Regions from separate parts of the Mus musculus genome. Here all the other regions are linked to region 3. Evidence: chromatin contacts called from public HiCAR-type and promoter capture Hi-C data. All regions are on one chromosome and are shown on one strand. The core of a region is the stretch at or near the end of the contact, and the rest is flanking DNA. Distances in the headings are between cores, read along the strand shown. Region 1 holds the start of Gnb4 (guanine nucleotide binding protein (G protein), beta 4). Region 2 holds the start of Kcnmb3 (potassium large conductance calcium-activated channel, subfamily M, beta member 3). Region 3 holds the start of Phc3 (polyhomeotic 3). Region 4 overlaps Zmat3 (zinc finger matrin type 3).

What was found. Promoter capture Hi-C pulls out the DNA fragments that hold promoters and counts their contacts. HiCAR-type assays count read pairs that join an accessible place to other places.
Region 1: a contact with region 3 is called in a promoter capture Hi-C map of pre-B cells, with 5 times the contacts expected there. The contact joins the promoter of Gnb4 here to the promoter of Phc3 in region 3. A contact is called at or near these places in 3 of 39 promoter capture datasets (hippocampal neurons, liver and pre-B cells).
Region 2: a contact with region 3 is called in a promoter capture Hi-C map of pre-B cells. The contact joins the promoter of Kcnmb3 here to the promoter of Phc3 in region 3. A contact is called at or near these places in 2 of 39 promoter capture datasets (neural stem cells and pre-B cells) and 1 of 9 other capture datasets (liver).
Region 4: a contact with region 3 is called in a HiCAR-type map of astrocytes, with 3 times the contacts expected there. The contact joins the enhancer-like site here to the promoter of Phc3 in region 3. A contact is called at or near these places in 5 of 39 promoter capture datasets (embryonic stem cells, hippocampal neurons, liver and 1 more) and 3 of 115 datasets of contacts at active chromatin or transcription factors (astrocytes, embryonic stem cells and large pre-B cells).

The regions. Positions count from the first base shown.
Region 1 is chr3:32,614,391-32,620,661 of GRCm38.p6, forward strand. Gnb4 (guanine nucleotide binding protein (G protein), beta 4) reads right to left here and starts at 2,200. Exons shown (of 10, transcript NM_013531.5): 1 at 2,049-2,200. It overlaps Gm52622 (a long non-coding RNA gene), which reads left to right and starts at 2,221. Exons shown (of 2, transcript XR_003954599.1): 1 at 2,221-2,887; 2 at 3,013-4,094.
Region 2 is chr3:32,490,310-32,496,541 of GRCm38.p6, forward strand. Kcnmb3 (potassium large conductance calcium-activated channel, subfamily M, beta member 3) reads right to left here and starts at 1,660. Exons shown (of 4, transcript NM_001195074.1): 1 at 1,599-1,660. The coding sequence starts at 1,660.
Region 3 is chr3:30,966,173-30,972,483 of GRCm38.p6, forward strand. It overlaps Phc3 (polyhomeotic 3), which reads right to left and starts at 3,243. Exons shown (of 15, transcript NM_001165954.1): 1 at 3,202-3,243. The coding sequence starts at 3,215.
Region 4 is chr3:32,339,153-32,344,848 of GRCm38.p6, forward strand. Zmat3 (zinc finger matrin type 3) reads right to left here. Exons shown (of 6, transcript NM_009517.2): 4 at 4,400-4,566; 5 at 4,182-4,282; 6 at 1-2,543. The coding sequence ends at 2,332. Among named protein-coding and RNA genes, the nearest start is that of Gm42201, 16 kb to the left of the region's middle. Within about 2 kb of position 4,334, at least 35 of the 459 cell types and tissues checked have an H3K27ac peak or open chromatin away from gene starts, as enhancers often do. A contact at or near this core is called in astrocytes, where this site is marked.

The DNA.
Region 1 (6,271 bases), core at 950-3,449, 1.6 Mb after region 3:
ACACCACCATATTTACACAACAACGTAAGGGAGCCACAGAACCAGACACAGAAGCTTCAGGGTAAGGGGGTGGTAGTACAGGAAGCAGCTGTGAGAACATCTGGCTTAACACATAAAGGATATCAAAGAATTCCCACGTTATAAAGCAGGTTGTTGTTGGGAGACAGGGGCTTCCTTGTAGCCCAGGTTAGAACCCCTTTCAACAACACCCTCCTGCCTCATCTGCTGGAGCTGAAACTCCACAACACCTGGAGTTGCTTGCTACCCTGCTTCCATCCTCCCAAAGTGGTGGTAGTTGTTTCTCTGGAGCCCATGTCAAAATAGGGGTATTAGTTTGTAGGAGCCACCACCAGTTTAATGCCAATAGAGTAACTGTACCTCAGGAAAAGGGTCACTGACCCCAGGGATGCCAGGAACAGAATGGCTGATGGGTGGCTATACAGAGTAACACCAGTAAATGGCACCAATCACAGCAGAGAAACCAGCACAGGTTTCTGACATGTCAAGGAAATTTTATGTGTACATCAGTGATGGCTGAGGGTCCTTCCCAGGACCTAGGACTAACTGAATGTGTTCTGCAGGAAAAGCATGCACTCTGCGGACAGAGGGATCTTGTCCTGACTCCAACTTGAGTTAACAGTTACAAGGCCACAGTGAGTCATTTAACATCGCCTTGCCTGTGGAAGGTATAATGTGTCCTTTGAGGAGTGACCCAGAGATGACAGAACAGAATAGCTCACTGCCCCTGATGAGAGGACAGAGCTTCAGTAAACAATTCCTTTAATAAATCTGATTAAACTAGCCAGCAAGGCAAAGAAAGGAATAGCCAAACCACCAAACTTAAATAACACACCTGAAAGAAATCAGAGAATTCACTCACTCTCCGACAATATTTGGTGATGGGGAAAAAAAAAAAAAAAAAAAAAAAAGCCCAACTTAGATACCACTCTTAGTTTTGAAATTGTCCCAGGATCTATTTCAGGATCTATTTTTAAGGAGTAAAAACACACGCTGAAATGTTTATTCATAAAAGACCAGCAACTCAGAACTGCTTCCTGTGTATTGCTCATAGGCTTAAGGCATGCAGTTAAGCAAACCACAGCACGAAGAATCAGCGTCATGGTCTAATAACGTGTAGACAAGAGGTCTGGCAATATTTATTAAATGATATTTTTAAAGTTTCTATTTCGGTTTCAAATTCACCAGCAAACCCAAATGCAAAAGCAAAAGACTCCTTAAGTGCTCTTAATCAAAATATTAAAATATACAGTAAACTTTCAGAATCAGCAATGAATGCTGGCAAAGACCAGATATACAGTTTGGTCAGACCCCTGTAAAAGACAACCTCTCTCCCTCTCACATTAGCATGCCAGCCATCACATCCTGATAAGCTGAAATATATAAAAGGTCACCACCGTCCGAGTTCGCGATATTGAAAGGGACTAATAATTACAATTCTGTCTTAAGGCAACTCCCTAGTAGGGCGCGGGTCTACAGCAGGTTATAATACTCACCTTTTTTTGGGGGGGGGGTGGATGGGAAAGGAGTAGAGAAAACAAAATCACCCACCACTGTCAGCCTTCTCTCAACTTTGAAAACGCAGAAAGAGATGCGGGGAGAAGACGAGAAAAAATAACCGCTTTCTCTAGTTCTAAACTTGCAAATATCCAAAATCCGTTATCACCCACCTTAAAAATAACCAAGCTTTGGGGACATAGTATCAGTCCAAAAACAACAACCTGAGGCTCCAGCAGCCCGTGGAGAACTTGGTGGAGATGGCGGGAGGCTGTGTGTGTGTGTGTGTGTGTGTGTGTGTGTGTGTGTGTGTGTGTGTGTGTGTGTTGGGGGGGGGGGCATTCTCTGCAGCTACCGTCCTCTAGACTCCCGGGTGGACGCACCCTCCGGCCGTCCCGGGCCTCGCAGAGCGCAGGGGAGCCCGCGTCCACACGGAGCCCCGCGCCCGGCCGCCCGCGTCCACACGGAGCCCAGCGCCCGCCACCCGCGTCCACACGGAGCCCTGACGCCCGCCGCCTGCGCTCGCCACCTACCTGGAGCCCGGCCGCCACCACCGCGCTACTGCTGGGCGCCCGGCTGCGGGTCGCGAACCGCTAGCTGGCTCCACCACACAAGACGGCGACCACACCCAGAGCCCTGCACGCCGGACGGGGCGGGGACCCGGGCGCGGCGCGCTGGGCGGGGGCGGGGGCGGGGGCGCGCGAGGCCGGGGAGAGGGTCTGGGAACGCGCCGAGAGAGCGGCGCGCGTGGCTCGGGTCGGGGCTGGCGGGAGCGAGCGCGGTCGGGGCGGGGGGCGCTTGCAGGGGCTCGGGGAACCCAGAACGCGCTTGGCCTGGGTGGAGGCTGATTGGCGCATGCAGGGCCAGGGTGCGTGTGTGTTGGGGAGGGGGCTGGCGGGGGCGCGCGCGTGGCCTGGGCCAGGGTGCAGGGGGTGGGCGCTGGCAAGGCGTGCAGCTTCTGCGGCTTTGGGAAGCGGAAAGCGCATCCCCTGCAGTTTCGATTTATCAGTGTGCCCCTGGACGCGCCGTCTAAGCTGAGTGCCTGACTTCTTCACGCCTGGGCCTGGCCTAGGCTGCTCTGCTCTGGCGGGCTGCAGGGTTGAGCCAGGAGAGCCACAGATGCAGTCTGCAATTACTGGGCTCTAAAATCTGAAGTCAATCCAGCCAAGCAGCCGTCGGTGGATGCCCGAGGTTCACTGGGAACACGAAGCTAGTGATACTGCCCTCCTCCCCACCCCCAACACCAGAACGTGCTGTAAACATTCCTGAACAAACCTATGCTCGCACAGAGCCTGCCCTCTTGACTGTCAGCTCTCGGAAGTTACTCTGTGGTCACTGATGACTGGAAGGCCTTCTCCCAGCACCCTGCCAGGTCTCTGCTCTTTAAACACTAGTGCACCTCAGTGCATCTCAAGCGACTTTGTTCGCATTTCTCCGGCGTTTTATACTGAACATGTTATAAACTAAATGTCTCCCTCCAATTTGTTTCTTCTGCAGGGGCATTGCTCCTCTCCCCACCCCCATCTTTCTTCGGAGTTAATTCCACTTTGACAGACGGTTGCTATAGCATTCTCTTTCTGACGTCAAACAATTTAAAGAAACAGAGCTGGGTAAAAGAGGCTTGCAGAGCTGTAGAAGGGTTTAAAGAATATCAGGAGAGCTTGGCACCCCCGCGGCCTTCCATTCTTCCTTATCAGCTGCTCCATATCAACCTGGAATAAAAGCCACTCATACCTACCGGCAAGGAGGCCAAACAGCAGTCTGAATGTGACTGGGGAGAAGATCTGCTCTGTGTAAAAGCCACCCCACCACAGATGTGAAAACACCAAGATACCAGGATGATGAAGTGGTTTCTCCCCAAAGTTTTGCTTTCCCTAATTAAATACTAGAAGAAAATGAAGAAGTACCAGACTTACACGTCAAAGAGTCAGGATGGTAGGTTGCAGCCGGAGTGGTCTAATTTTTGATGGCATCTTTCAGTAATAAGTCCTAAACTAGAAGGTTGGAGACAAGGGGAAGCCGGTACTTAGGGAGGACATGCATTTCTAAGGCTCCCTGCCTCAGCCTGCCTCTGTCATTTATCCCCATTTCACAGACTAGCAAACTGAGGCCCACTAGGATTCTGCTTGTTTCATGAAGTCACATAACATGGCACCTGACTAGACCAACTCAGATACTTATTTTCCTTTGTTGTGATTTCCTCCCTCATAATCCTGTGCACAAGCATGTCCCATATGGCAGGATTCTGAGAAATACTCTACTGTCAACTGTATATTGAAAGACAAGCACCTGGGGAAACTTAGTGGAAAGCCCTGGGGTACTGAATCTATTCTGGAGATGATCGGGGAAGCAGACATCCATAGCTCCAAAACATGAACTGCAGAGCCCGAAAAGATTGATGGTCTTTGATGATCTGTGAAAATTTGATGCGGACAGAAATCCTGGCTGAATAGTCCAAATACTTAAAAGAAGTAAAAAGTATTCATCACCCAAAAAAACCCACTTCATATTATATCATATTGTATTTGTTTTGTTGCCTGTCTCTTAGTTTTCTAAAAAGAACCCCTACTTTTAAAGAACAAGCCTGTGTACTGTGTGTTGGAAAGCAGAGTCAGTGAGATTTTCATTGCTCAGAGCAGCATCCCAAGAGTAACAAAGTGTGTGGATGGACTCTCACAGCTCCTGGTGTTTCCAAGAATAAGGAGATCTGTGGAGGATGGGGGTAAAGAAAAGAGAGGAGAGAGGGGAAGGGAGGAGGGAGGAAGGGAGGGAGGGAGGGAGAGAGAGAGAGAGAGAGAGAGAGAGAGAGAGAGAGAGAGAGAGAGAGGACTGGGAATTTGGTGGAGAGAAACTCGCCAAGGAGATACACAGGAACACACAGAGACACATGTACACACAAGTATACACACATACACGTACACATACGCACCACACTCACACACATACGCACTCTCACACACACAGAGCTCATCGTTGACGGTTCTGGCTGTGTGGAGGATCGCCCCTCAGGACTGTGCATGACGATCCACGGCTGCATCTAGGCCACTAACTCACTGAGTCCATGCTCTCAAAGTCTGCTTTATTAACGGAACATAAGGGGCGCCTCAGAGAGGGAGTGCCAGGGTGCAGGTGTCTTCTGCCCTCGTCTTCAGGATGGTGTTCGCCAGGAGGGCTTGCTGCTACTCCAAGGACAAAGACAGGAAGACACACTTGCTTGTTTTGTTTTCAGTCCTGACCTGCTCAGAACTTCTCAGAGTCATGCTCAGAAAAAAGGAATTGGCTTCATAGGGGTTCAGTGACAGTTCCTTATAGAGAGATCTGTGTCCCTTTTGGTCCAGTTCAGAGACTTTCTGCCCTTGATCCTGATTGTGTCATTTGAATTCTCTTCCCAGTGAGCCCTCGAATTTACAGTGCCACAGGCTTGTAATCTCTGCCTTCAGATCATACTCTAGAGACACTCGATTTTTTTTGTTGTTGTTGTTACTTTGCCAAGTGTGCTACAAATGATAGAACCAGCGAAGTGGAGAGTTTTCAATACTGACCCCTTCAGAGATGAATGGTTTCCAATTGTGAGGCCAAATTATGTACCAGCATCAGTCTTCAGCCCAAATGTCAGATGGCTCACAACCACCTGTAACTCCAGGTCCAGGTTATCTAATGCACTCTCCCGCCCTCTGAGGGCACAGCATCCACACATGTATTCACACACACACACACACACACACACACACACACACACACACTCCCGCTGTAAACTGCTCATATCTTCTGGGCCACTTCCCTCAGGCACTCAGCAAGAACAATTTCAAACGCATTTTCCTCAGGCATCTCAGAGAATTTAGGAGAGTGCGACACTGGGCTAATGATGTCTGCCACAGTCGTGGGACAGGGAGTAGAAGTGTGCAGGCACATGGTACCTGTTCTTCATCTTGTTTTTCCTGTTCTGGGAATCTTGTTGGAAGGGACTTGGCACAGAGGAAAGAACACACACTTCATTATTATGTCAAAGACTCAGTGTAGGGCTCATGTTGTTGCGACACACACACACACACACACACACATTCCCTAGGATCCTATAGTCTGCATTGGGTCTACCTTATCGTATAGTGAATTTTACCATGGTTGACAAATAGTTCTGGCACTATTGGTCAGCTAAATATTCACTAATTGGCTCATCCTATACTAAGAAGACTTTAGAATTGCGTGTTTTAGAAGCCTCTCTGGCCTGTTTGTACTGGTGAATAAAAACATCTAATTAGTTCTTTCTTGCTCCATATAAGCAACCCTGAAACAATGGAGTCGAACAAGCAATGTGTTCCAGCACGTGTGTGTGTGTGTGTGTGTGTGTGTGTGTGTGCGCGCGCGCGCCTGTGGTGGGGTGTCACACAGCATGCTAGGCACAGCAGTAGTCATCTATTTTGCTCCTGAACGTCTTCGGGCAGGGCTTGGTGGCTTAGCAGAAGCATCCTTTACCTTTTGCCCTGTCAGCTACGCTGTTAGCCACAGCTCTCTCATGGGGCTTGGAAATCAGGGTTACCTGTTGGCTGAAAGACCAGCCAAGTGTATAGGCAGAGAGCTCAGTTTCTCTTCTCACAGACTTTTCCATGAATTGTGAATTCCACACAGGCCAGTGGCTGAGTTCTAAGAGCCGGTGTTCTGGAAAGCAAGGAGGAAGTGCACGGCGTCTCAGTGAAAGCCACACAGCACAGTTGTGATTCCTGCGTGCTCTTGATCTAGCCAGGCAAGACTGACAGAC
Region 2 (6,232 bases), core at 410-2,909, 1.5 Mb after region 3:
ACCTAATGAGGATCCCCATGCGTTTGTGACGCTGGGCATGCGCATTCAACTACTACCTCCCTGAAGTTTGTTTCAGCTGAAAGGTTTTTGTCATTGCCTGAATCTTTCTGGGTATTTGCTTTTTTAAAAAAAAATACAAAATTGCTTAGCAACTTTTTGTGAAACAGCAAGTGAGGTTGATAAAAAGCCACCACCAAGTGCAGGGTGGGAGCAATAAGAAGCTATCCACCTCTGCATGTCAGGAAGGGAAGTGAGCATAGGGATGCGTTGGGGGCAGACTGGACTGTCTTCCACCTTGCTTGTGTCATGAGGAGCATCTTCACGTTCACTCGCTGGCTTGGTTGCTATTCTGTCTCCTGCCACGAAGCGACTTGCTGTAATTGCCTGCTCATAAAGGCATTAGCTCATAGCTGGGCGAGCCTCTCTACTTTGTGGTCTGACCCTTCTACCAGCCTGGAACCCACGCCCAACCCATCCAATGCCTCTCCTTCATGCCCTAAACCAAATACCCAGTAGAGTAGTTAAAGCTGGAGGTTAATGAGTACCCAGCTCCCAGTTCTGCTTATATTGCTAAGAGCCACCCAAGTTTTCTATAGTGGGAGAGCTTGGCTTCAAGGTGTCCTCTTCCCAAGAATGTACCAGAACATTTCTAATATCATATTTCAAAAGCCTGGTATGGCTCTCCTCTGCCCATTTCTGACTGTCCTGCTGCCCCAACTCTCACACAGGAGTTCAAGGCCCCACTCCTCTGAACTTCAAAATTCTTCTGCTTTGCATACCCTTGGGGAGAAGGGTCCTAAAATAATCTTTTTCACTTCCCACTTACTCAGTATAGTTGGGTGGTTAATACCAGTAATCTCTACACTTGAGAGGTGGAGGCAGAAAGAGCAGTTCAAAGTCAGCATCAGGTACAGAGCATGTTTGCAGTCAGCCCAGGCTATGTGAGATGCTGTCTTAATAATAATAATAATAATAATAATAATAATAATAATAATAAAGCTAGAATGTACATAATATATGCAGGCCTGTCTAGTTTAGAGAGTTCCAGGAAGGCACCACCGTGCTAGAGCACACAAAGACAAGTATCTCTATTTCAAGATAAGATGAGGGGCAAAGACCCAGAGTCATGCAGCTGCCTCGGTGGGGAGCTGGAACCTGAATCTTGGTCTGGACCATTAAGGCTTCACCAACAAGACCAAAGGCTGGTGTCATTTCTTTGTTCTTTCGTACAAGAGATATATTGCTGAGCACTGCTTTCAGTGCTGGGATCCATAGCCCACACCACCTGTGTCACCTGTGTACCCAGGTAGAGAGTGGTCCACACCTGGAATCCCAGCACTGGAGATCAGGAGGCAGGAGGATCATTCTTAACAATATAGAGAACTTGAGGCCAGCCTGGGCTACATGACAGCCTGTCTCAAAACAGCAACCAAAGGTGGGGGTGGGGTAGAGGTGGGTGGTAGGGGTACCTGGGAGGCATTGCAAGCTGGCCTCCTCAAAGCACCTACCAAACTCAGCTTTCAGCATGCCGCATTGTAGCCACACTGGCCTTGATTAGCAGGAGGCACACTGATGGGAGATTCAGGTGGGGAACTTACCTCCCTTGGCGCCTCCGGCCACCCTGTAGCGTGATTTGGACAGGGATGCTGAAGGGCTGCATGAGGCCAGGAGATGTCTGGATCGGATGCTCCCCGCCTGAGTTGTGCCCTTTTAGAGCGCAGGAGGCTTAAGCATCATCGGAAGTGGAGTCCCAGAGGGAGTTGCCAATTCCCTGCCTAGCCACAGACACCAGGACCCCTGCTGCATCCAGAGCTGGCGGGGTCCTCTAGAAGTTTCCTAGAGAGGTGGGAACTCAGGCAGCCTGGCTGCAAAGCAACGTTCAGGTATAGTTGCTCATGGAGTACCTAGGTGGTTCTGTAGCCAACAACACTCCCCCAGCATTGCCTGGCGCCTGTTCCACCTGACACCTGTGTTTCCTCTGAATTCACCAGGTGCATTGTCATAGAGACCAATAGGACTGTGGAAAGTTCTGAGGCCCCAGGGACTCTGTAATTGGGGACAGACATACCCAATACACAACGTGTAAGAAGAGGAAATGTTCTGTCCCAGACACATTCCCTTCTTTTTTCAAAATATTATGTTTGGGTACAGGCTTAATATAGTAGCCTTTTCTGAATAAAATTGTTCTGAATAAAAGAATAGCTTTACAAACCTGTGAGGTGACTCAGTGGGTAAAAGGTCATCTGGCCAAGCCTGGTGACCTGAGCTCCATGCCCAGACACCAGTGAAGGTGGAAGGTGAAAGAGCCAAGTCTACCAAACTGTCCTTCGAATTCCACACAAGCGCACAAACAGGTCATGCACACACACACCTGGCAATCATAATATTAATTCGTTTAATTTTTAAAATTAGATTTACAGCTGGCACAATAGTTTCCACTCAGAAGGCAAAGGCAAGAGGGTCAGAGCTCAGGGAGGTAGCACTAGGTGCTAAAAAAAAAAGCAGGTCGGCTAAGCCATGGAGGCGAACAAGTAAGCCACACTCCGCCAAGGCCCCTTCCTGTGTCCAGGTCCCTGTCCTGTTTGAGTTCCTGCCCTGGCTTCCCTCGGTGATGAACTGTGGTGTCCAAGTGTATACAGTACAAATAAGCCCTTTCTCCCCAGGTTGTTTTGGGTCATGTTGATTTATCACAGTATATTTGTTAGATTTCTGAAGCAGATTAAAGACACAGGAGGCAGCAAATGTCCAGACTGACCTCAACAGAAAATGGATACTACTTCTTTCAAAACATCGAAGGGTGAACCCTCTCCTGTGGGGAAGAGGTGCTCGCAAGGACGGGAGGAACCTACGGACTTTCTATAGGGAGTGTGGCAGTTGGAGAATAGGACAGAAGTGAGGGGCTACGTGTGAACCTTTCGGTTTGCCCTTTCCTAGTTTTGCCTGCTGCGTCCAGACAGGCTACAGGAGACCAGCTGACCCAGTGAAAGCAGCTTGAGCAGGGCCAGCTGTATAACCTCCTATGAATTCTATTCTTACAACTGAAGAATTCTAACTGTATGCATTTCTTTTCTGCTGCCGTGATAAAGCACCATGACCAAGGCAACTTCTACAAGGAAGTGTTTAACTGGGCTTGCAGCTTCAGAGAGTTAGAGTCCATGATAACACAGTGAAGGAACAATTGAGCACTCGCATCTTGAGCCATATCCACCAGGGAGAGAGAGAGAGAGAGAAAGAGCATATCTCATCATTTGTAATGAATTAATTTGTTCATTTAATGTGTATGACTGTTTTGCCTACATGTTTACAGGCATGAATAGTGCCCGCAGAGGCCAGAAAAGAGAATCAGATCCAGAACTAACTGGCATGTCAGATGGTGTGGCTATGGGTAGTGGGAAGTGAACCTTGGTTCTCTTAAACACAGAGCCATTTCTCCAGCCCCTCTCATACTTTTGTCTCAGGCAGCCTTTTTCTCCGGTCTCCTGTTCTTGCAGCTCCACTCTGCCTTGCTCCTCCTCAGTTATTAACTAGTTTGTAGTCAACCTTCCCATCTTTACCATGGTAGCCATGGCTACCGGTGGTGAGTCTGAAATCACCGATGCTTGTCTTCTGTTGGCCTGCAGAGTAGTGTCGCTTCAAAGATAAAGACATTTCTCTTATTCATCCTTCTCAGCTCCTACAGGATGCATGGAGTTTAGGACACAGGAAAAATGATAATTGGCTCCATGGCTGATTTTCTTTCCCAATTAAAATAGAATCCTAGGGATGGTGTTACATCAGATCACCGAGTGACCTGCGTCCTGCAATCTCACGTGTCTGGTGTCATAGCTAGTAAACTGATGTGTAGAGGAGAGGTGACAAGATGTGACGAGAACGAGGCCATGTCACTAAGTCACACATAGACAGGAAGAGGTAGATGCCCTCCCCAGCAACGAGGCAAGTTTACCAAGCTCAGGACTGGAGCTGAAACTAGGTGAGTATAGAGATGATCAGGAGCTGAGACCACAACTCTGCACTCACCCCAAGTGGCACAGGACACCACACTCTTTCCATTTTTCAAGTAAATGTGGGCTTAGGTAGGATGACACAGATACACTTAAGGAAAGGGCCCATAAGAATGCTGGGAGTCCCTGTGCCATGACCAACTGTGGTGACGAATCTTGGTTGTCAACTTGATTGAATCTGGAATTAACTAGAACACAACATGCTGGGATCCCTTGTAAGGGGTTACTTGAAGGAGGAAGACACACCCTTAATGCTGGTAGCGCCTTCTGGTGGTGGCCCAGATGAAAGGACACTGAAGAAGGAAGCTTTGCTTTTAACCTGCTTGCCTTCACTCATGATGGCAAGTTCACCATCCTACCGCTGTGGCATTCCTTTGCCGATATGAGAACCAACTTCTTTGAGCTTCCAGTGTATAGACTGAAAACCAGCTAGCGCCAGACTGGGACTGCTGATACTTCCAGCCCTGTGGATCGAGCAACTACTGGATTTTCAACCTTGCCGGTGTGAGATAGTCTTTGTTGGACTTCTTAGGTGGCATGGAAATCCTTGTGCTCACAGATAAATGCCAGCAGAACCAGGAATGTTAAACATGCGGGTTCTCTCTTCAAAGGGAGCCATGTAACCTGTTTTCTGACCAGAAGACTAGGAGCAGATGTGGTTAATAGCCTTGTGACCTTTTCATTCCCTGTGTGACAGAGACCACACCAGATCCTCCCCAGGGCTCTTAACTTGAGTTTATTTCCTCAGTTAATCTATAGGATCCATTTTTATGGAAGCTGTCACTTGTCCTTTACAGAAAGTTTTGACATAGTCATGTCTTAAGCTTTTGTGGTACACATGGGATTGAGTTAATTATCACCAGGAAACTCTTTGCCAAACTGTGCTGTGTTTAAATGTGCCTAAAATAAACTCTTCCAGGTTGGACTTTTGAAGTTTGAAGCATCACTGGCTACTGAGTCGGGCTGAACTAAATTGCCTTTTTTGCCTCTCTTGGATCATGACATCTGCTGGATAAGGTGTTCGCAGAGACCCCTTCAGACACCCTGGAAGTCAACCTAACAAAGCCCACGTTTTCTACCAGCTCTGTTCCTTTCAAGAACCGTGACTAATGAGTGTACCAACCACAATCGCAAAGGCTCCATTCTTCAGTCACTTGCATTTTTTAAATTTGGTTTTTAACATATGAATGGCTTTGAAATCCACGAGTTTGGCCATAGTCAACAAGCCTGAGCTTTGATGCCTGTATGTCAGTCACATATTCAGATTCCTGATGAACTCAACTGGCACAGCCCCACACAAGTAAATTTGGAACAGAGTTGGGGAAGTGACTCAGGTGGCAGTGTGCTTGCCTAGCATGCAGAAATCCTGTGCTCCAGTCCTACATATATCAGGTGTGGTAACGTATGCCTGTAATCCCAGGGTTTAGAAGGAGGAAGTCTGGGGGGGGGGAAGGAAGGCGGGGTTCAAGGCCAGCCTTGACTATTTAGTAAATTGGAGGCCAGTGTGGGATACATAAAGTCTTAAAATACACACAAATCAAAGGCTCACTAGCAAAAAACTATAGCTCTGTATCAGAGACTCACAGACAGACTCACTAAATTCCTGCTAACTAAAGCTCCTGGTGCAGGATGGGAGGAAGCAGGCAAGCAGAAAGTGCACAGTGCTTTGTGACGAGAGGAAAATTAAAAGCTTAAAAGTGTTAGGAGAGCACTGGATGTTGTAGCACATGCCTTTTATGCCAGCACTTGGCAGGAGCGGGGGTGGAGGGTGGCGGGGGGGGGGGGGGACACTTCTGAATTCAAGGCCAGAGTAGTCTACATAACAAGTTCCAGGACATTCAGGGCTATGTAGAGAACTCGCCCCTGCCCCCCCCCCAAAAAAAAAGATGTTAGGACAGCAAGAAGAGAGGTCTGGACAGAAGTCTGCCCCACAGACAAAGCAGAGAGTGCTAAAGAAGGAGCCTCCAGTTCAGTCAGCATAACTAATTCATTACATTCCCTAGGGATGTGGTCAGCTCAGCATGCTGTGGCCCCAGCAACACAGACCAAACAGTAACATTCTAGAAAGGATTTAGTGAATACACACTTTGGCCAGAATGTTTTCAGGCCCTCAGCGTAACTGTGAGCATAAGCAGAGAAGTTCCTGCCCACCAGGAACTTCCATTCTGGTGTGGAGACATAAAGAAATCGAGACCCAAGCACAGTTAATCCAGATGCTTGGGCGTGGTGAA
Region 3 (6,311 bases), core at 1,993-4,492:
TTAAACTGAACTCAAATGACTCAGAACAGTACCTGAGGTGAAGCCTATTGAAGTTTTTGTTTGCATGATTGAAAAGGGACGGCTTTTAGCCATGTGGAAGTGGACATGGGGTCCTATTCCTACCAAGAAGCTATCTGCAACTGATGCCCACTGGCAATGGGAAAACTCAGTTTTCTCCAATGGAGTCTCACTGGATATATCAACCCACGCTTAGAAATAGTTAGCCAACACAAAATGAACTCAACAGTATTTCCAGGAACTTTTTGCTTCATTTTGCTTTGTTTTTGACAATTTTTGTCTAGAATTAGTCTTTTATTTATTTGGATTTTTGTTTTTAATGGGGTTTTTCATGGGGAGATGTTTGTGGGATTCTCCTTTTCTTTTCTTTTCTTTTCTTTTCTTTTCTTTTCTTTTCTTTTTTTTTTTCCTCTCCAAGACAGGGTTTCTTTGTGTAGCCCAGGCTGTCCTGGAACATGCTCTGTAGACCAGGCTGGCCTCAAACTCAGAGATCTGCCTGCCTCTGCCTCGGCCTCCTGAGATTAAAAGTATGGACCACCATCACCACCACTGAGGTCTTTCTGGAGTTTTGTTTTTGTTTTTATGTTTATTTGTTTAAAAAAGAGAGAAAGGGAACTTAAAGTTGGGTAGGTAGGAAAGTGGGGAGAAGCTAGGAGAGATTATGGGTGGGGAAAGAAAAAACACAACCAAAATATGTTGTATGAAAAAAAGAATTTTCAATAAAAAAAGACAAATTTGAAACCAAAAGATAAAGTAGTGAGAGAATATTAAGAGGGTGGGGCTTGAGCACTATCAGAGTCCTTACTGTGTTCTTGGGTATATGGGGGAAGAGCGGATGTGTGTATGTACCTGTGTGCCCTGCACATAAGCAATTATGGACAGTTCTGACCTACCATGTGCGTGCAGGGAATTGAATCCAGGTCCTCTGCAGGAACAAAGGCACCTAACTACTGAGCCATCTCTCCGCCCCTCAGAGTCATTCTGAGAAGATTCCTAAGGAGTAGCTTCCTTCCTGGTTTAACTGTAGCTGCCGTGCAGTTATTTAAAGTGTCTTAGTACACCTGGCACGGTGGCACATATACATGCAATCCCAGCACTTGAAGAAGGTCACCCTTGGCTACATCATACTAAGTGATAGGCCAGCCTGGGCTACACAACACCCTTGTTTCAAAAAAAATAGATAAAATTAAAAATAAGATCCTAAGGACATGTTAGTGGGACTGAAGAGATGGCTCAAATGGTTAAGAGCACTGTTATTCCAAAGGACCTGGGTTTGATGCCCAGCACCCACACAACCCTCCAAAACCCAGTTCCAGGGGATCAGATGCCCTCTTCTGGCTTCCAAGGGACTGGGCACATACATGGCAATAATGTACACACATATACGCAGCTACCTATACGTAAGAAATTTTAAGTTCATTTTTTTCAATTCTCAGTAGCTTTTCTTAGACGACACCATTGTCCTTACTAACTCTAGTGTCAGAAGTTTAGCTTGATACCGGATTAGCCCACTTAAGTAATAAATAAGAAATAAAGAAATAAAGTAGCAAATATAAGCAACTTCTTACATCTTTACAAAAATCCCCCCCCCACAGAAAATTGCTCTAAAATTTGGGGGTGTGGAATATAATTTATTCAGCTTCCAATGCACAACCAGTAAAGTACACGTTTGTACCAAACTTTCTAATCTTTTCCCTCCAGTATTATGATCTTATGTCATTTATGTTGTAGTACAAATTTTTACCCACTGAGAAATCTATACTTTAATAAAGCCAAGCCTCTAAGGGCTTCCATGCTGTTACAAACTAAAACCACAGTAGCTGTCACCCCAGGCTCAGAAGGCCCCATGAGAATCCACTGGATTCCTCCTTCCTTGTCTGTCTTTTTCTCCTGAGAAATAAAAGTTGAACCGGCTGGCATTCCCACCGTCGACAAGCCTGTAACAAGAACATTTACTTCTCTTTCTTAAAAATCAAAACAAAATAGGGTGTCACTACGTAGCTCAGGCTGGCCTCAATGAGACTCAGGAGTCTCCAGCCACCATAGGCTGTATTAACAGCTCCAATATACAAGGGAGAAAGTAAGGTGAAAGGAAAAACAGATGGGGCTGCTAACTTCTTTTAGTGGGAGCTGAATCACATTTTTAGACGTTCTGCTGTTCATTTCCTTCCAATCAGCAAACCACAGTATCATATGGCACCTGCTCAATACTACACTCAATCAGCAGTAAGGTAAAATCTTGAAACTACTGCGTGTCAAAACACTTTGGCACCGGGACCAATGGCATCCAAGCCACCACCGTAAACCCTGGCCTTTCAAAGTCTTATTCTGCTCAGCTGTGCTCTCAAAGCCCAAAGGCGGGCGAAGAAGACAGTGAGTTCTGACGAACCAAAAATGGTCAGGGAACCTAGACAGTAATTCTAAACATTGGATGTGTGCAACTGGGCAAACCATCGCTTTACATTTCGAGGCCTGGTACAAAAGAACACTTTCGGGGAGCGCACGGGCTTGGCACGGAAATACTTGCCGCGTTCAGCTCTGGCACTCCAGAGGCCTACCCGGGAACCTGAAGTTTCAAGTCGCCAACTGAGCATAGCATCACAGCGCTACCCAAGAATGCGGCCCTCCAGGGAGGGAGGCTCGCCGCCGCAGCCCGAGCCCGGAGGGGGACTGCAAGGAAAGGCCGGGGAGGTGGGGAGCCTCGGCCGTGGGCCGCAGCCGCTGTCCGGACGCCTCCCTGCGCCTCCCCGCGCCCCCGCCGCACGGACGGACGGACGGACGGACAGACAGACGGCTACGGGCCCGCAGGAGCCAGCGCGGAGGCCCGGCGGCGCCTGCCCAGCCGGACACACCTCGGCGGGGACCGCGGCTGGAATGACAGCCCCGGCCGAGCGCCGCAGGGCTCGCGTCCCGGGAGAGCCCGGAGACTAGGGTCCCCCGGGTAGCTGTGCGCTTAGGACCACACAGCCCCGGGACCGCACGGCGCAGCACGCACTCCCGAGGGGAGGCTGGCTGGACCTGCCATCCTCCTCCCACAGTCGGGCTTCTCCACCACGCCGTGGCTCCCGCCTCGCCTCCGCCCTGCACCGCCAGCCTCGGAGCCCCAAGAGCTGCCTCGGGGGAACGTGTCGCAGCCCTCACTCGCCCCCCGGTTACGACATCAGTCACCAGCAAGTCACTCACTCCGCTTCCGCCATCTTCTCTCCTCCATCACTAACACGAAGTGCGCATGCGCCTCCTTTTCCCCCTGCAAGAGCCAAGAGCCGAGGGGCGGGATCTGGGGGGCGGGGGGCGCAGAGGTCACGTGAGGCCAGCGACTGCCAGGCTCCCTCCCACCTCAACTCTCTCTGTGAGGTGGCCTGTGTTTCCCTAAGTGGTCCTTCCCAGACACCCTCTATTTCTATGGCTCAGAATCTTTGTCTTAGCCCGGGGTCTGCGACGAATATAGAAAAAGTTCTGCTTAGCGCTGGAAATGTAGAAGTTGCTAGAATACTTTCAGAAACGTGCATCAAGTCTTAGGTTCAATACCCAGCCCCACATAAACCAGACATGGCTAGGCCCTTAGAAAGTGTTGTTTTGAATAAAAATTCAAAGTCATCCTAGACTATATAATGTAAAACAGAAACCCCATGATCCTGGTTCTATAAGAAAGCAGACTGAACAAGCAGCAGCCCTCCACAGCCTCTGCATCAGCCTCTGCATCAGCTCCTGTTTCCAGGTTCCTGCCCTACTTGAGTTCCTGTTCTGATTTCCTTTGGTGATGAACGGTGCTATAGAAGTGTAAGCCAAATAAACCCTTTCCCTCATGTCCTGCTTTGGGGATGGTGTCCCCATACCTTGCAAGGGTAAGCTTCTGTTTCCTGAACCTAAGATATCCTGAAAACCATGCTTTTTAACCTCTGCTGAATTTGTAACCCCATGATGTATACTCCTTTGCCTTGCTAAACTCCTGAACATCTCTGATGACTCCCCTTCCATATAGTGTCTTACCCTTGTATACCTCACAGCCGGCCTTGAGCCCTGAGTCCCCCCATTCTTCTGTCCTGGTGCTAACAGCCAACGCTCTCAACAGCTGTAATCTATCAACCCTAATCCTTGCCCCACAACAGAGACCTCAAAAGCCAGTGAGGGGCTGCTTTCTGAAACCTGAACTTGGATGAGGCAGCCTTTAGCCAGTCTAAGTATAGCTTGCTTAATCAGACAGTTGTGGAAATGTTTTTCCCCACCTCGGGTCTAACAGAAATTTTAAGGCTAGCCTGGGATATGTAAGACTGTGTTTAAAAAAAAGAAAGAAAGAAAGAAAGAAAGAAGAAAAATTAACTACAACTATAAAACATTAAAAATATGTATCCAAAATAGTCTGAAAAGTGGATTTTGTAGACATACATACACAGTGTGACTTTGCTTCATAGATCCAAGAAATAAGCAAATCTCTGTTGCTCTTGACTGAGAAAGAAGCATAGTGATCGTAAACAGTGTCTCCTATTTCCTGAGATGAAGTGCACTAATCTCAGTGTCTCAGGGTTCCATTGCTGTGATGAAACACCATCCCCAAAGCAGGTCATGGGAGAACGAGTTTATTTGGCTTACACTTCTATATCACCGTTCATCACCAAAGGAAGTCAGAACAGAAACTGAAGCAGGGCAGGAGCTGATGCAGAGGTCATGGAGGGCTGCTGCTTACTGGCTTGTTCAGTCTACTTTCTTATAGAACCAGGATCACCAGCCACAATAGGTGGGGCCTGCCCACATTGATCACTAAGAAAATGCCCTACAGGCTTGCCTACACACTGATATTATTAAGATAGTTTCTCAGTTGGGGCTCCCTCCTCGCCAATGACTTTAGCCTTGTGTCAAGTTGGCATAAAATTAGACAGTACAACTGACCCCTTAGCAGTTTGACACAGAGACACATCACTGTTAAGCCACAAATTTTCCTTTCTTTCCCATCCCTGAGATCACACATAAAGACATCACAATATAAAACATTTTACAAACTTAGAAAGTCCCATAGGCTTTAAAAATTCAAACACTTACAAATCCAGGCTCTGTAAAATATCCAGTCTCTTTTAAAATCCAAAGTCTTTTAAAAACCTAATGTCTCTCAACTGTGGGTGCCTATAAAATCAGAAATACGTTTAAAACCTCCTTACTTCAAGAAGGAAGACCCAGAGCACAATCAAATCAAACCCAAACCAAACTCCAACTGTATAAATAGCACAGTATTTGATGTCTCAGACTCACTCACAATCTCCTGTGCTCCTCCTAAGAGCTTGGATCAAGTCTCTGACTCCACCTTCAGCAGCAACACAACCTGTCTTCCGGTATCCAGCTGACTCCGTGGTTGCTGTTGTTCTTGCTAATCATCTCATGGTACTGGCATCTCCAAAATGCTGGTGTCTTCTACCACAACTGGGCTGCACTTTCAACCAACAGCCTATCTGAGGCTCTCTTCTTGGTGCCAAGCCTCTACTTTCCTCGTGACCCCTTCAGACCTGAGCCTTCAACTGCTGCTGAGGTTGCACCTTCACCAATGGCCTCTCCTGGACTTTCCCAGTGCCATGACCCCTTCATGCTACAAAACCAGTACCACCTAGGTGAACCCTACTTTACCAAGTTCAGCTGTTCACATGAGGTGCAACCTTTGTGACCTCTCTGTGTGAGAGAGAGAAAGGGGACTTCCTAGAGTGGCTTACAGGCTGTGGTCCAACAATGCTGTCTACAACAGAGGCTCCAAGAATCCAGTAGTTGTTCAGTCCACAAGGCTGGATGTCTCAGCTGATCACCAGTATACACTGGCATCCCAAAGACGTCACCTCTAATGCCAGTGAAGGAATGGCCTGGCCAACCAAGACTGAGGACAAAGCAGGCAGAGAGCGTCCTTTTTCCACGTCCTTTACATAGACTTCCAGCAGAGCTTGTGACCCAGATTGAAAGTGGATCTTCCCCCTTCAAAGTTTCAAATTAAAAGTGGGTCTTCCAACTTCAAATGGGATTAATTAAGAAAAAAAAATCCCTCAAAGGTGTACCCAGCCACTGGGTTTTAGTTAATTCCAGATGTGGTTAAGCTGACAACCAAGAATAGCCATCACTCAATAACTGAGAAACGCAGCACTACTCACTATAAGCCCGTCTTAAAGCGCGATGTGGTTGAATGGGAACTATATTTAACCTCAGAAGGGAGAATATCATTTCCTGTATGGGCTTAAAATGTCCCTTTTCATCCTTTTTTCAAATCTGATAGCAATTTAAAAAAATTATTTTGTATCTGTCTCAGGTCTACTAAAACTATC
Region 4 (5,696 bases), core at 3,084-5,583, 1.4 Mb after region 3:
CTTAAAGACTTGCAGAGTTCAGAAACAAACCGAGTTCTCACAGGTAGCCTGGCACTGGAGTGTCATAAAACCAACGCATCACTCTCTCTAGTGCAAAGAAATACAGAAGTGACACTATAAATCTAACGTTTCACTCTAAAAGAAACCACGCCTACACGTCCCTAACATCCATTAAGGGCACTGGGAGACTAGAAACCTGAATTCACAAGGCTTGAGAACACACCAAGCCCTTAAGTCCACTGTTTTCTGTATATACAGGAGGGGGGTATTTGGGGGCCGGGGAGAAACATCCTTTGACTTGATTCCCAGAGGGAAAAAACTCAAAGCACATGAATATCACTTTTATAAAATGTAACTCCATACCCAGAATCTTTCAATGGTATCTGAGATAAAAATGAGGTGAAATTCTCTCTGGGCTATCATGTAAAAGGGGGGGGGTTTGGGGGGGGAGGGTATGTATCTTCAGACACATACAGAGAGACACACAGACGCATACCCTGCAGAGAACAGATGAGACAGTTAAACAATCACAGAACCAAGTGGCCAGCAGTATATTTAAGTCTAACGAAGAATTATATTTTGCAGCAAAATGAGCAACCAAATGGCTAACAAGATACACCCTAAGTCGCCTTAAACTGACCAGCTCTGTAGATGGCCGCAGGAGGGGTTCCTGGTGTGAGGAGTTGCGAATGGAGATCAAGTCTGAGGCTAACACTGCTCTGTCTTCTGTTTCTGAAGGGGAAATACTTAGCCACATAGCTCTACCGTTCCAGAAGCCAGCAATCACAAAATTAACCTTTAATTATGGGTCTCGACTACTCTAAAGCAGCAATGGAGAGAGAAGAGGCAGCTGAGCATTTCCTCCCTCTCCATCTGCCCGGAGAATTCTCAGGTGACTGAGTAATGAAATATGTATTTGTTATAGTGCAAAATCCTGCTTGCCCTAAGCCTTCTGCAGACGCACGCTTGCTTCCCTAAGGAGCACGGGCATGCTGGTCTTACACATGTGAAGGAAAAAGGACAAAGGACACACAGTGAACACAAGTTCACATATAACACTCCATCAGTCTGTCTAGACATACACTATGGCTTTTTATTTAAAAAATAAGAATCCCATTATAATCATTAGACACCAAAGTCATCTGTGTTTTCAAAGTCTCTTCAAGGAGGCCAAGGAGAAGATGCAATGGTGGCGTTTTGCTATTAGAAATGACACTGAGACTTGATCAGCTTTTAAAAGAAGGAAGGGAGGGAGGGAGGGAGGGAGGGGCAGAGAGAGAGAGAGAGAGAGAGAGAGAGAGAGAGAGAGAGAAAGAAAGAAAGAAAGAAAGAAAGAAAGAAAGAAAGAAAGAAAGAAAGAGAGAGAGAGAGAGAAAGAAAGAAAGAAAGAAAGAAAAAGGCAGGGGTATTTTCCAGGCATGCCCATTACCTGTCAGGGCATTGTCAGGATACAATCGTCAAAAGCCACAAAATGACTATCCCATGAGGTCACATAATCATCAGTGAAAATAGAATTCCAAATTGAAATCTCAAACACATCCTCGAATCATCTGAAAATATATTTTCTAAAAGAATATCCATCTTCAACTCATTAGACAGTCAAATCTGGGTCTCCAAAACTGCCAGCAAGCGAGGCCATGAGGATGGGGTGAGCGAGTGGAGAAGCTGATCCAAGCAGGGAAAGAGACGGACGAGAATTACATGTGTATGGTTCACAACTGGAGATGAAGTCACATGTTCAGAAGAACACAGTATTCTGGACGTATATGAATTCAAGGAAACCTATGTGTTAATTACGGAGGGGGGGGCGGGAGGAGGGATATGCCACAGGGAACCAGGAGCTGCTGGGAGACCCAGGCACACACCCTAACAGCACATCTTGTAGACACCACACTGTGGTGGTAATGGTTCCCAGGAGCATCAGAAAACGGGAATCTCTGTTTACCTGTTTTCTCTATAATTGGAAGTAAGAACTCAAGTCAATTCCTCTAATGTGCGTAAACCTAAAACCGCAAAAGTAGATGCCATTTTTAAATAATCGTAGCTCTAGTCAGGCTACTGCTGCTTAACCAGAACTTGGCCAAGATAAGAAGTTACACCCGATGGGGCAGAAAGCTCACTGTGAGTTGTTTGACACAGTTGGCCCAAAAGAGCATCCTGGTGACCAAAGAAACGCACCTCCCTCCCCGACCCCGACCTGACGGCTCTGGCACCGCTGCAGGTTACTCGCACTAAGCAGAGAAATGAGGAATGTACGCATGGAGGACCACAAAGCAAGGCAGGTCGACAGAAGGCAAACAGGCAGGACAGGCTTCTCTGTGAGGACGGCCATCACTGAACGTAGCCCAGGTTCTCCATCTCGCTCCTGTACCGCTGCTCGGACACCTTGCTTTTGTGCTGCTTGCTCTCTAGATGCTGCCGGAACTCCACCTCTTCGCCAGCCCCAACGTTACACATGGAGCAGTAAAACTGGCCACTTGGAGTCACGCACATGGCGAGATCTCGCGGGATCCTCTGCCGGGAGCGGGCATTGAAGTAAGGGCCTGCTGACGCAAGAGACAGAAGTGAGGTAGTCAAGGTAGAAGGCGGCTTCTCCGGCACCCACAAAAAAGCGTTGTGGCTTGGCATTGAAACCACAGTGCAGAAGGCAGAGACAGGAGGGTCCTGGGGACAGAGTAGCCAGCTAGCCTAGTCAATGCGTGAGCTGTAGGTTCAGTGAGAGACACTGTCTTGAAATATAAGGTGAGGAGCAAGAGAAAGCTACCCCAAAATTAAACCTCTAGTCTTTACACGCTCAACACACACACACACACACACATACACACGCAGATCCTTAGAATGTCCATTTAGAAAAAAACACTCCACCAGTCCTCACGTAATTGATAATTCTAAATTCTAAATCAGACTCTAACTGAAGAGTTTAAATGAAGGAGAGGTGAATGGATTTTCTTTTAAATTACATGTACATAGAAGTTCAACCTACACACATAAAATGATTTCCCAACAAGTGCCAGGGCAGACTACAGAGCTAAGCCTGTACTCAAGTTCTAAATGCTCGTGACTCTTAAAAATAAATGTTTAAAGACTGTAGCCAAGCATGGTGGCTTGTGCCTATAATTCAGCACTTGGGAGCCTAAGGCAAAGGATTGTGACAAATTTGAAGCCGGTGTGAGGGACAGAATAAAGCCCATGGCTCCAGCCCAGTCTCTGTATTTGGATTACTCAGAGAGCCTAATCTGTGCCATCCCCATCCTAAATGTATTTATTTTCCTTGACATTAACACAGCTAGGGGGACGTTCCTTCATCTCAGCTGGCTTTTTAAATCCAGCCTGACCATCTTTGTCCTTTGGTTAACTTTGGTCATAACTAATAATACACTGAGATAATATTCATCAGACAAAAGGTTTCTCTGACTTTCTGTATTTTGTTATTTAGCTGTCTCTTGTTATTCGGCGAACTCTGTTTTTGCTTTCCTGCTCATATAAACAGCCTCTGCGGGCACACATAGCATTGGAGGCTGTGGTAGCCAGGACTAGAGTAAGCAGAGAACACTTCCATAAACACACGGCTCTCTGCTGAATGCACACATCACAAGAATTCCCTAGATAACTCTCACTCATTACCTGTATAAAGACCACACTGAACATGGTGTGACTTAAAATCAGGAAGCATGAGTGGGCATGCGTGCTTGAACGTGTCCAGTTTCTTCCTTAAAAACTCTCTACTTTATATTTTGAGACTCTCAAGAGCCTGAGGCTTGATGATTCAGCTAGGCTGTTAGGCCAGTGAGCTCCAAGGACCTCCCATCTCCACCTGAGATAAGCGGTGTGAATTGCTGTGCCTGGCTTTTTCCACTTGACATTGGAATCAAACTCAGGTCTTCAGGCTTGTATACCTGCACCATCTTCCCAGCCCCTGAGAGGCCCATTTTCTAATGGGCTTTACATATTTCATCTGATAACTATTTTTTTAAAAAGGACTTATAAGAGACTCTAAAACACTAAAACCAAAATAGTATACTGAATAGGATATAAAGAATACCAGAAATAAACAGCAGCCTGAACAGCTAGAAGAGCAACTCAGGAAAGCACCCACTACCTAATTCCCGGGGCCACCTACTGCTATCTTTTACAGACGCCAGACTCGTGTATGCTTTGTACACCCAGGAAACACAGGCTACCTGAATTGCTCTGGACTGGATACATATTCCTCCTGGTGGCCACCATCTTAAATTCACTCCCTTCTTTCCGAGTCCGCCGTTGCCCTGCCTCTGCGGAGTCCCTGGTGAAAGGAATTTGAAATGAGTGAGCCAGTCGAACAAGGCTCCCTTTCAGCTTCTCCTCTGCCACAGTCTCTCTCACATAACAGTCTGTCCTCAGAGGCAATGGCAATACCTACGAGAATGAGTGACTCTGAGCTTCGGCCAGACGGAGTCTCTTGGCATGGTTCTTCCCCTGGTAGTGCGCCTGTGCCACGGCAGGGGAGCTGAAGGAGGCATCGCACAGCTTACAGTAGTCATTCTCTGTAGCCAGGATCACCCTGCCCCCTGGCTTGCAGGAGCCCACCTGCCAGCAAAGACACAGAAGAACAGTTACACCTCCCCTCTCCTCCACGATCCTTCAGAGCCTTGAGACCTAACCATAGCCTAGGGCATGGCCACAGACACTGAATTTTATTAGAAAGTAAATCCCCGCAAAGAGAGACTGGGAGACCCTTTGTCCCACTTTGGATTACAATTTCCTATGAACCAAAGCACTAACTAGTATCCGTTGAGAAAATGGGTTTAAAGTGTGGACATTTAGGGTAGGAAACAAGTGAATAGGTAAAGCTAAAATCTTCTTGCCAAGGAAGGCTACTCAAAATCCACCAATAAGCAATGAGCACCTACTGTGTATTGAGCAACCTACCTTACTGAGCACCACTGTGTACTGAGCAGCCCACCTAGCCTCAAAGCCACTAAGTTTTGAAAGTTCCAGTCCCACAACCTCTCCAAACCACCTGTGCATACATAACCAGGGACTACACCTCACTAAACCAGGAAAACAATCACAAGATACTAAACTGCACTGGACTAGCAAAAGCTACAAAGTAAACTCTGGATAGAAGAAAGGTTAAGATTTGTGGAAACCATACCTTATCTAGAACAAATGGGGGGGGGTGGGGGACTAGCATTTCCTGACCTAGAAGAGAAGATTCTCCAGAGACAGCATGGTATCTTCATATTTCAGAGTTTGTGCTAAACAAAATAGTCTGTGCTATTGTCCCAAGAGGAAAGGGATGGCCACCCGACTCTCTACAGCATCCCTAAGAAACTCGTAATGTAAAAACCACTCGGCTGGAAGACTTCTGCTGCCACTTCTAATATATCTCTTTCTCCCATAAATCTGTGGAGACTCAGCAGGGGTACCTATTTGAAGGAGGAAAACACTCCAGAAGGTAACGTTATACCTTGGTGGTTGGGAACATCAGGCAGGCATGAAACAAAATTTTGCTTTGCAACATTTTTAAAGATGCAACCCAGAGAAAGTTACTTAGCTTTCCCAGGCTTCTAATAAAGACCCCACAAGGCTCATGCTGCCAGTCCGTGGACAAAGCTTTGAATAATAAGGCCAACACTTCCAAGTAATAGCAAATACTAAATGAGGCCAGGGTCCAAGACTAGGATGAGGCCAATTATAAAATCTATTAAATCTAG